Linked DNA regions of Oryctolagus cuniculus: region 2 is linked to region 1. A link is a contact called in public Micro-C data. All regions are on one chromosome and are shown on one strand. Each heading gives the region's core, a stretch centred on a gene start, on an enhancer-like site or on the middle of the called end of the contact. The rest is flanking DNA. Distances are from core to core; before and after follow the strand shown.

Region 1 (5,898 bases), core at 742-3,241:
TGTTGTTTATTCTCACCTGGCTGACTTGCCTTGAGAATGAATAAGTGATCCTATGTAAAATCAGAGCGAGTGCAGCTCTGTGATCTAGGGCATGTGCTGTGCTTGCTTGCTTGCTTGCTTGCTATTTATTTGAAAGGCACTGTTAGAGAGAGAGAGAAGAATACAGAGAGAGAGGTCTTCCATCCGTTGGTTCACTCCCCTGATGGCCACAATGGTTGGGGCTGGGCCAGGTGGGCCAGGCCAAAGCCAGGAGCTAGGAGCTTTTTTCTGGGTCTCCCATCTGGGTGCAGGGGCCCAAGCACTTTGACCGTCCTCCACTGGTTTCTTGTCATATTAGCAGGGAGCTGGATCGGAAGTCGAGCCGCTGGGACTTGACCCAGCACCCATATGGGGTGGGGGCACAACAGGCAGATGATTAACCCACTGTGCCACAATGCTGACCCCTGTGTGCTGTGCTTTCTTAAATAGCCTCAATCTCATGGGAGCAGGATCACTTTATTATTCCTTATAGGGCCAGAGCTAAACCCCCGTGCTCTTAAAATCTGGGGTTTTCCCTCTGGCCTCTGTTAACCTTCAACTATGCTAGTCCCAGCTAAATGACAGATGCCAATTTATAGCTATCTGAAAAGCTTTATTTTTGACTTGAAGTGTCTGCTTTGCCAAAACTTCAGAAGCTTAGCTCCAGAGGGGTATAGTGTAACTCTTGTGCTACCCTTTCATATTAGATCAGTAAGTGAGCCAGTAAGACCTGGTGAACACTTATCATGAGCTTAGTATTATACATGAGGAATATAAAACTTGGACTTTATTCAAAGAATTTATAGGTCAGCATGGGAGAAAAAAATAGTTGTGAATCAGATGAAAATAGAAGACACCATAAATTAATCACCTACATAATGTGGTATGAGTAATGCATGCCTTAGAAATTCATAAATGGGAGAACTGAATGGAGTATTTGGAGAGAAGCAGTGTTTTTTATAAGTCTGCAGGGATTAGTAGATTTGGAGCACAAGGAAGCAGGTGAAGAGAAACAAAAGAATAAACTTGTTTCCTATGTTAAATTCAATCTGTGTTCTGTCTTATTAAAGAGAGCTCATGTTCAAATTAATAGCTTATAATGGTCTAATACAATTTAAGAAGAAAATGTGTTTGTAAAAGCATCACTAGGTCCAAAGAAAATTATTTCCAGTGACTGTTAGGAGATGTTAAATTTATTTTATTTTCCTGGGTATAAATGACAGAATTATTTTAGTTGTTTTTCCTAACATCTCAGTGGTGTAGGTTTGGAAGGAACCTCCGAAGGGCATCTGACCCAGTTCATCCTGCTTATAGGCAGATTTGGAAGCCGTTTCCAGACAGACTGGCTTGCCTCCTGCTCTTCATGTTTTCTAGGAAAAGAGATTCCACAAGTTTCTGTGGTTACCCACTCCATTGTTTAGGAAAGAATTGGATTCTCAAAACTAAAATTGAGAGCTGTGGGGCACTTGGTTTTTTGTATCTTTTAAAGAATGTAATTATTAAAGAACTTATTTGCTTTGAACTACATAGTAGCTTGTGGCAACTGCCTGTTCAGCCAAATTGAAAATCAGGGTCTCTTTTGACTGTGACCAGGATAATATTAATGCCCGCAGACTCAAAGGATTCTCATTTTCTCCATTTAACACGTATTTGTTATGTTTTTACTCTGTGCCAGGCCCTAGGCTGAGTACTGGCTCCAGAGATGAATCAGGAGTATTCTCTGTGCCAGGGGAACTGACAATCTCCTGGAGAATATGGCAGCTGTGTGTTGTGCTGGAGTCTCTGTTTCACTTGTGTGGAAGGAAGAGAGAAGTTGTGAAGGGAGCAAGTGTTTCTTTAGTGCCTGTTGTCTGCTTGGCACGTGCCACACACTTTGCATGGGTCTAATGTAAGCCTTTTTATCACAGCCTTGGGAGGAAGGTAGTCCCATCCTGATTTCGCAGAGAAGAGCTGAGGCTGGTGAGAGTCAGTTATTTGCCCACAGTCATACAGCTAGAAAGTGGCAGTTCTGGAACACGACCTGAGTGCTGTCTGCAGAGCACGTGCCACACAGCACAGAGCCCCTCTTGAGCCATGAGTCATCGCTTTGGAGTCTGACTTTAGATTTTACATTGTCAAACTCAGTGGGAAATGCCCCTTCATTCACAGCCTGAATGTGGGCCAGTAACCTCCCGTCTCCCTCGTAGTAGGATAATTTTAGCAGGGATGGTAATGGGCCAGAGGAGAAGTTTGCTTTGAGGTGACTTTCATACCCTGTTTCTGGAGGTTAGAAGACAACATGGATTGTGTGCCATTTGGCCCATGACCGGCCTTTTCCTCAGGGAACTGCCCCACGCCTCTCCTCCCCCAGCACTACTGCAGACAGAGATGAGGGAAGAGAAGGTGCCTCAAGGTGTCTAATGTGCTGTAAAAACCAAAGTTAGAAATCTTAGTTTTCTGGTTGACAAATAAGGAATGACACTCCTGAAGGGTAACAGTGTTGGTGCTAAGAAATTCACCAAGATAGTTACCTCTGTGAAAATGGGGAGGGGATTTCAGAGTTTATAGTAATTCTTGATTATGGTGTGATTTCCTCCAGATTTTATCTAATGTTTTTCAGAGTCTGTGTTTGTATTTTTCATCCATATCTTTAATTAAAATGATGCTGATAATAACAATTATCATTATGTGCTTTTATCTTTGACCTAAGAAGTCATTCAGTCATTCTCATTTTACAGATGTGAAAATTGAGGCACAGGGCCATTGTTGTGGTATAGCTACCACTTACAGTGCTGGCATCCCGTATGGGCACTTGTTCATGTCCCAGCTGTTCCACTTCCAATCCGGCTCCCTGCTAATGTGCCTGGGAAAGCAGCGGAAGATGGCCCAAGTGCTTGGGCCTCTGCCACCCGTGTATGAGGCCTGCAAGAGGCTCCTGGTGTTAACCTGGTTGTTGAAGTCATTTGGGAATTGAACCAGTGGATGGAAGATAACTCTCTGTCTCTCCCTTTCCTTCTGTAACTCTGCCTTACAAATAAATAAATAAGCATTTTTTTTTCAAAAGGGGAAAAATTGAGATGCAGAATAGTAAAGTGATTTGCTCAAGGTCACAAAAGCTAGTGCTGCTGATATAATTTAATAGTTACTTTTATTTTTAGTTCAGAGTAATCTCAACTAGAATGCTTCTATTAGCAACAATAATACTAGTTTGAATTATTCTAGTATAGAATATAAGTTCATTCTCCCAGAGAGACATTTTAATCATAGGATCTTTTTTTAAGATATATTTATTCATTTGAGAGGTAGTTACAGACAGAAGGAAGGAAAAACAGAAAGGTCTTCTTTCCAGTGTTTCATTCCTCAAATGGCCACAGTGACCAGAGCTGAGCCGATCCGAAGCCAGGAACCAGGAGCTTCTTCGAGTCCCCCACACAGGTACAGGGTCCCAAGCACATAGACCATCTTTCACTGCTTTCTCAGGCCATAGCAGAGAGCTTGGAGTGGAAGAGGGACGGTTGGGACATGATTCAGCACCCATATGGGGTGCTGGCACCACAGGCAGAGGCTTAGCCCACTACACCACAGTGCTAGCCCATAGGATTTTTTTTAAAGATTTATTTATTTGAGGCCCGTGCCACAGCTCACTAAGCTAATCCTCTGCCTGTGGCACCAGCACCCCAGGTTCTAGTCCCAGTCGGGGTGCCAGATTCTGTTCTGGTTGTTCCTCTTCCATTCCAGCTCTCTGCTGTGGCCCGGGAAGGCAGTGGAGGATGGCCCAAGTGCTTGGGCCCTGCACCTGCATGGAAGACCAGGAGGAAGCACCTGGCTCCTGGCTTCAGATCGGTGCAGCACCGGCTGTAGAGGCCATTTGGGGGGTGGTAGAGGCCATTTGGGGGGTGAACCAACGGAAAGGAAGACCTTTCTCTCTGTCTCTCTCTCTCACTGTCTAACTCTGCCTGTCCAAAAAAAAAAAAAAAAAAAAAAAGATTTATTTATTTGAACGGCAGAGTTGGAGATGGAGATGGAGAGTGAGAGAGAGAGTGAGATCTTCCGTCCACTGGTTTACTCCTCAAATGGCAACAACAGCTGTGGCTATGCCAGGCCGAAGTCAGGAGCCTAGAACTCCATCCAGGTCTCCCATGCGGGTACAGGGCCCCCAGTGCTCAGATCAAATTTTGCTTTCCAGCTTTCCCAGGTACACTTGCAGGGAGCTGAATCAGAAATGGAGTACCTGGGACTTGAACCTGTGCTCATATGGGATGCTGTCATCACAGATGGACGCCTAGCTCACCACACCACAATGCTGGCCCCCGTCATGGGATTTTAAATATTAATTAAATGAAATTAAGAACCACAGTGTTTTGATATGGTCAGGAGATGTTATTTCTGCATTTTCCATAGTTGTTTGTAGAATATTCAGTCTGCCCCCCTCCTCCCTCCCTGCCTCCCTTCCTTCCTTCTGTATTTACTTGAAAGGCAGAGTAACAAAGAAGGAAGGAAAGACACAAACACACACACATACACACACACACACATCTTTCATCTACTGGTTCACTTTCCAAATGCTCACAACAGCCAGGGCTGGGCCAGGCCAAAGCCAGGAATCAGTAACTCCATCTGGGTCTCTCACATGGATGACAAGGACTGAAGTACTTGAGGTATCCCCTGCTACCTCCCTTCCAAGGTGTGCATTAACAGGAAGCTGGATTCAGAAGTGAAGCTGGGGCCAGCGCTGCGGCTCAATAGGCTAATCCTCCACCTGTGGCGCTGGTACCCCAGTTCTAGTCCCGGTTGGGGAGCCAGATTCTATCCCGGTTGCCCCTCTTCCAGTCCAGCTCTCTGCTGTGGCCCGGGAGTGCAATGGAGGATGGCCCAAGTCCTTGGGTCTTGCACCCGTATGGGAGACCAAGAGAAGCACCTGGCTCCTGGCTTCGGATCAGCGCTGTGCGCCGGCCACAGAAGGCTGGCCGCAGCAGCCATTGGGGGGTGAACCAACGGAAAAGGAAGACCTTTCTCTCTGTCTTTCTCCCACTGTCCACTCTGCCTGTCAAAAAAAAAAAAAAAAAAAAAGTGAAGCTGGGACTTGAACTCAGCCCCTCCAATATGGTAAGCAGACATCCAAGTTGGCATCTTAACTGTTGTGCAGAAGACATGCCCCCTCAGTCTGATTCTTTAGGCAGAGTAGATAAATGAGTAATTTGGGAGAATAATTAAGAGGGTTCTTCAAAAAATTCATGGAAAATATGTCTGATGAAAAACCTATGCATGAATTTCAAAGTTTTTTGTGCCAAAGTAAACAATCTATAATTTCATTTTCCGTGTACTTTCTAGAGTATCCTAATAAAGTATCAGGCTTGTGAAACCTTTGTTGAGAAGTTCTTAAAAATAGAGTGAAGTTTATACAGACACTTAGGCCTACTGGAGAGTTTCATGTTTCACTTTTTTATTCATTCTTAGGTTCATGGATTACAGGTTGGAAAACCACAAATAAAATTTTTAACCAAAAAGAAGTTCTTAAAAAGAAATATGTTCATGAACTTGAAGTGGGAATTAGTCATTGTGTTCTTAAATATTGACTTTTGCATGGACTGAATGATCTTTGTTTCTAAGTACTGCTTCAGGCCCTTGCCTTCTTTAATAACTAAGGCATTGTTGCCTCAGTCTGAGCATGTTCTATGGAATTTTGGCAATGCATGCATCCTCTTTCTGCATCTTAGTAAAAGCATGAGTAAATATTTTTTCTTACCTTTGGTATTTTTGTAGCTTACATTTTATATGAGCCAGACTAATATAATGTAATACCAGGATTACATAATTTAAGACGTCAGGATTGCTTCCAGAACTATGAGATGGAGTCTTCATTTATCAGGGGGTTTATAAGCACTATTGTACTTACTACCT
Region 2 (6,063 bases), core at 637-3,136, 570 kb after region 1:
ATTAAGCTCTGCTGGGGCCGGTGCTGTAGTGCAGAGGGTTAAGCTGCTGCCTGCAATGCTGGCATCCCATGTGGGCACAAGTCCCAACTACTCCATTTCTGATCCAGCTCCCTTCTAATGCACCTGGAAAAGTGGCGGGAGATGGCCCAAGTGCTTGGGCCCCTGCACCCACATGGGAGACCTGGAAGAAGCTCCTGGCTGCTGGCTTTGGCCTGGTCCAGCCCTGACCATTGCAGACATGTAGGGAGTGAAACAGCAGATGGAAGATCTCTGTCTCTCCCTCTCTCCCTCTGTCTCTCTGTAACCCTACCTTTCAAACAAATAAAGTAAATATTTTCAAAAAATAAAATTAACCTCTGTAATTCAAGTTTTCATTACCATTTATTTTATAAATTATTTAAAATAGTTATTTTCTCTCCTTTTTTGCTGTAGAAAACTATAGAAAACCCAGGGAGCTTTACTTAGCGCCATCACAAAACACTACTGCCATCTGGTGGCAGTTCTCTGAATTGCAAGCAAATTCCCCAAGAGTTGATAATCAGGTTCTAGAAATGTTTTTCAAAGCATGTTCTGCTGACCCTATCTGGTCCAGAGGAGCTGGTTAAAACTGCACATTGCCTGGCCCCACTGAATAAGAAGCTCCAGGACAGATCTCAAACACCCACATTTAAAATAAAGCACCCAGGGGTGACCTTTAGCATAGTGAGTAAACTGGCCTCCTGCAGTGCCGGCATCCCATTTAGGTGCAGGTTCAAGTCCCAACTGCTCCACTTCTGATCCAGCTCCCTGCTAATGTGCCTGGAAAAGCAGAGGAGGATGGCGATGGAACAATGACATAAGGTTCAGCCAGTATAGCCCATTGCCTGAAAGAGAGACAAAATCGGAATTTATCCCTTGCCCCTGAGGATCTCAAGTGAGTCTCACACCCATTTGTCTTCACCCCACCCCTGAATTCTTCCCCAGGTTCAGAAGCCTTGGGGCCAAACTTGAAAGACCTGTATGAAGGAATTCACCTCCACCAGCCCACCTAAGATATTAAAAAAAAGCCCAGAGCTGGGGTCTGGGCTCTCCGCCATGTGTTGGGTCTATATACATGTGAGCAGCTGGTTGACCTCTGCGAATTTGTTTTCTCTAAATAAATTCAGTCTGGCTGCAAGTTCGTATTCTGTCTCCTCTCTGTTCCGCATCTCTTTTTCTTACAGATGGTCCAAGTGCTTGGCCCCCTGCACCCTCATGGGAGACCCAGAAGAAGCTCCTGGCTCCTGGCTTCGGATCAGCCTAGCTCTGGTCATTGCAGCCATTTGGGAAGTGAGCCAGTGGATGGAAGACCTCTCTCTCTCTCTCTCTCTCTCTCTTTCCAACTCAGTCTTTCAAATAAATAAATATTTAAGACAATAAAAATAAAATTAAAATAAAGCACCCGAGTTTTTGTCACATGCACTAAAACTGGAGAATGGTTGCTCTAACGGAGGTGCAGAAAATTCAGTGGCAGCAAACTTGGGGAGGCGCCCGCTTTCCCAATCTGCTCTGAGATGCAGGCCATCTCAGTCTACCAAGCTCCAGGCAGCTGTTTCTAAACCCCTCACTCCCAATGCACACACAGAAAGCCAAAAAGAATCCACAACCCACTCCAGTCACCACACCACACCTCCCTCCCTGATGCAGCCCCCACCCCCTTCCCTCACCCTCGCTCCCTCCCCGCAGGGTCCAGCCAGGTGAGTCCCCTTCCCAGTGAGCAGTGAGCCCCGCCACTTCCCTTCCCACGGCAGACCAGCACTCCCTGCCCCCAGCCCCGGGGAGAATTTGTCCCTGGGAATGCAGTCCAGGTAGCACCTGCTCCAGAAGCCCCACCTCTACGGGGGGGGGGGGGGGAACCTGTAGGCTGAGCGGTGCTCCCCTCCCCCCAGGGTGCCCGCTCTGGGGATTGCACGTCTGACCCCCACACAGCTGTAAGCTTGAAGGGCAGAGCTGTGTCCCTGGTCTGTCACTCTGCAGCCTGGCAGGACGCGGCCACAAAGCAAGCATCGGTACCTGTTTGCTGGTTAATAACCGTGCCTGACTTTTTTTTTTACAAGGCAGTAGTGAAAGCTACCAAGGAGAGGGTACCCAGGGGGGGTCTGCATTTCGCAGGCTTCATTCGAAGGCCCTGGGGACTTGGTTGCCGGCGCTAAGGCACCAGGACAGGCTGGTCGAGCGCCTGAGGCAGGGTGGGCCGCAGTGGGCACAGGGAGAGGGCAGGAACACAGCAAGCCCAGAACGTCCTCGCCGCCTCCCAGGAAGGGAGCCATTTCCCCAGAGGACAGAGGCCTGTCGCATCTCGCCCCGCTAATCTGACGGGAGCCAGCCAGGGAAGGCGTGCTGAGGCTGGGAGCCACAGGCTGCTGCGGCCTCCGGGGACAGGGGCACGAGGGGAGGGTAATTGACTTGTCTCCCAGATTTATTTATTAATTCCTAGCTGTGCCATTTGATGTGGTTTCCAGGAGGCACGCCGCCGTGGAGATGTGCCCCCTCCCTGCCCGGGCCCCCTGTGCTGCCGTGGCCCTGGGGGAGGGCTGAAGCTCAGAGCCAGCCCCCCAGGGAGCCGGTGCGGGCGGAGCCCAGGCGGGAGAATGAGGGCCAAGGGTGCGGACCCCGCACAGGCCTGCCGCGCTGCGCACAGCATGTCCGGCAGGGGGCGCTCGGCTGTGCTGGGGGCACCTCTCGGCTTCAGCTTCTGCAATTAGTACGAGCGAGTGTTATAAACGGGACAGCAGGGTAAAGCAAACGTGGGGCGTCCGTGACCCCGAGAAGCAACGCGGGCCGAAGCTTGCATCCTGCTGGAGCCGAGGCCACACCTGAATGTGAACAGTTACAGGGTGGAGAGGAGGGGCGCCCACCGCAGCGGGGATGCGGAGCCGGAACGAGCCCCTTTGATGCAGGGTTGGTGTGCGGCAGGATGAGTACGGAGCGGGGAGTAGCAGCCGCAGCCCCCAGCCAGGCAACGCTGGGGCGGTAGGGGCCGAGGGGCGGGGCCGAGGCGCGGGATTCGGACCTCCACCAGGAGCCCCAGGCAGCAGGGTCCTGACCTTCAGCCAGCACCGGGTCAGTCCGGGAGAGCTTTCTGTGCCCGGCAAGCTTCGTGCTGTGTGGGTCCCCTCCCTGGACCTCCAAAGACCCCTCCCAAGCAGAGGGGAAGTGACAGCAGGGGCCTGGAGCGCCTGCTCCTGCACACAAGCCGGCTGGGCAGCCCAGGCTCGCTGTGGGCTGGGGCCCCGGGCCCCTCGGGAGGCCGTCTCCCTGCAGGAGAGCCGCTGGCGCTGGCCAGGCCCCTCACCACTCCCTCTGTGTCACCTCTGCTCCCCGTGTCCCAAGATCTCGGAAAGGAAGGTCCTGGGGCCTTCGAAGCAACAGGACAGAGCTGAGGAGCGGAGAGGCCTGCCCTTGTAGAGAGCAGGACCAGCCCACGGCCTGAGGCTCATGCCCAGCTCCTGCCTGTGGGCCCTGGCCTCTAGGAAGGCCCCTCCTGTCTTCCTCCCCGCCAGAGGGCCCCTCACTAAGGCAGGTGCATGTGGGGTGGACCCTGCAAGGGCGACCTGTGACTGCCGATGCTCTGTCGCCTCCCCAAACCCTCCTCCACAGAAATGAATTCTCCCCTGGCTTCTCCAACGGCCTCCCCCACCCCCACCCCGATTCTGCTCCCCACTTCTCTTCCCCCACCAAAGCCTCCCCCAGTGTGCCCCAGAACCATCAGCAGAAACTCCAAAATCCCAGAAATCTGTCTCCCTCCTCGCCCGCCCACCCGCAGCCCCACGCACACCAGGCTCCGCCAGCCGCTTCCAGCCCTGGGGATCTGTGCTCCCCAGCCCACCAGGACCCAGACCAAAGAACCCTTTCTCTCTGCCTCTCTCAGCCTTGCCATTAAGGTGAGTGAGGGACCTGCTTTGGGCACAATTTTATTTTTTAACATATACTTATTTACTTGAAAGGCAGAGTTACAGAGAGAAAGAGATCTGGTACACTTCCCCAAATGGCCATAAGGGCTAGGGCTGGGCCAGACCAAAGCCAGGAACCTGGAACTACATCCGGGTCTCCCACGTGAGTGGCAGAAACCCCACTACATGGGCCATTTTCCACTGCTTTCACAGACGCATTAGCAGGGCACTAAATCGGAACTGGAGCAGCCGGGACTCAAACTGGTGCCCATATGGGATACAGGCATTGCAGGTGGCGGCTTAACCAGCTGTGCCACAGTGCTGGCCCCTGGGCACAGATTTTAGGGAAATACCAAAAAGCTCAGTAATCCAGACAAATCATATTGTAACCAGAGGTGGGCCTGTGGCAAGGACAGTTTCAGGGGCTATGCCGCCCGTCAGAGTGCTGTCTGCTCATCGGGCCTGAGCTGTGTCTCCATTCACATTCATTCACCCAACAACGCAGGCCCTACTATGCGCAGACCCGGGCCCAGCCTGGCCAGGCTGTGTGCATGCTCGCGCTGAGTGGTACACATGCAAGCCACACTGTGTGCACACCCAGGTGGAGTGGGATCCGCCCCTTCGTGAGGCCTGGCCGGAACTCGCACTCAGGTTCCCACCCCAGCCGGGCCTGGCCTCGCTGGGCTGCGGTCACACCCAAGGGCTCCCTTGGCTTTTACCTCTTCCCACTGGTGTGACAACCCCCCAGTCACAGGCGCTACCTGTCCAGAGGCCAGGCCACTGTGGGCAAGGACGGCACAAGGGGCCGCGGCCTGGCCTCTGTCTCCCAGGCCCATCCAGCCCAGCTGGCACGTAGGGGAGGGGCTGTCTCAGCGCTCTCAGCTCCGGGGCCTGCAAACACAGAAACAAGACCTGAAGAGCCCCCAAAATGGGAGCGGGACTCTGGCTCCGCCCCTCCGCCCCGCCCCCACCAGCTTGGGTGCTCTGTCCAGGGCGCCTTGGTTACTAACACCCCTGCCTCCCCACACCACGGGGGCCTGCTCACTAACTCCCACTTCCATCGGGTCACTCCCCTGCCTTGGGGCTCCCCAGCCGCTCAGGCTGAGCGGGCACCCGAAGCCCTGCCTCCCCCTTGCCCCTCCCAGCTCCTCGGGAGCAGGGCCGCAGCCATCCCATAAAGCTCTCGCCTTTTCCAAGGCAAAGCCTTGCTGAGCCTCCTCCTTCCCCTCCTCCTCTTGGAATGGGCTCCTGCCCTTAAGTCCTCCCCACCTCACAGGGCACACCTCCTCCGAGAAGCCTTCCCTGATGACCACAGCCCCAGGGACCGCTCCACCGGGCCTCCTCTCTGTCCCAGATGCCTGTCCAACCATGATACGCCAGCCCCTGCTGAGGATTTTGCCCTCGCCTCCTGGACTCCCAGCTCCCTTAGGCCAGCACACACACACTGAGCAGGCACACAGGCTGCTCTGGGCCCTGGCCCCCGGCAGCACACAGCCTGGGTGACTCTCTCCCTGCGGTGCTGGTGCCACCGGCAGGGCTGCCCTTGCAAAGCTGCAGGCTCCCGGTCAGGCTGGGGCCTGCTCGGCTGGGCGGACCCACACACATTCTTTCAGAATTAAGCACGACCCGCTGGCTCCGGATTCCAGGACAAGCATCATCCGGTTTGCTCTTGGAAGCAGCTTGCTCCCTCCCTGGGTGGGGAGGCCCCCTCGGTTCCAAAGGAAAGCTCTCTGGTCTCTGGGGCAGTGACCTCAACAGTTGCAAAGGAGGGTGAAAGGTCACATCTGTGGCGCTTTGCAAACCTCACTCACCTCCTGCCCGGTGCTCATGTGGCACACGTCCACTGTACTTGCAAACATGCACGGGCACACACACACACATGTGCATGCAAGCAGTGGGGACAAACATACATGCACACACATGAACACATGCAAGGCATAGCCCGAGATGTGCACACGCGTGCATGTGAACATACATGCACAGAGAGAACACACATGTGCACATACAAATGTAAGCATGCCAAGATGTGGTGAGCTGCGGAAAACCACCTCAGCTCAAGAGACAGAACACTTTCAGCAAAGACAAAATAACAGTGTTCCAATCACACTGCCCCCTCCCGAGTGCAGCAGGAGAGAGCTTGGGGGCCATCGCT

What was found. A called contact is a pair of places that touch in the nucleus more often than the background predicts.
Region 2: a Micro-C map of ear pinna shows a contact between it and region 1, with 4 times the contacts expected there. The contact joins two enhancer-like sites. A contact is called at or near these places in 3 of 6 Hi-C or Micro-C datasets (ear pinna, psoas muscle and an unstated tissue).

The regions. Positions count from the first base shown.
Region 1 is chr2:159,241,945-159,247,842 of mOryCun1.1, forward strand. All of the region lies in intron 26 of THADA (THADA armadillo repeat containing), which reads left to right. Among named protein-coding and RNA genes, the nearest start is that of THADA, 120 kb to the left of the region's middle. Within about 2 kb of position 1,992, at least 1 of the 8 cell types and tissues checked has an H3K27ac peak or open chromatin away from gene starts, as enhancers often do. A contact at or near this core is called in ear pinna, where this site is marked.
Region 2 is chr2:159,807,840-159,813,902 of mOryCun1.1, forward strand. It overlaps LOC138848712 (a long non-coding RNA gene), which reads right to left. Exons shown (of 3, transcript XR_011386807.1): 3 at 363-863. Among named protein-coding and RNA genes, the nearest start is that of TRNAI-UAU, 31 kb to the right of the region's middle. Within about 2 kb of position 1,887, at least 1 of the 8 cell types and tissues checked has an H3K27ac peak or open chromatin away from gene starts, as enhancers often do. A contact at or near this core is called in ear pinna, where this site is marked.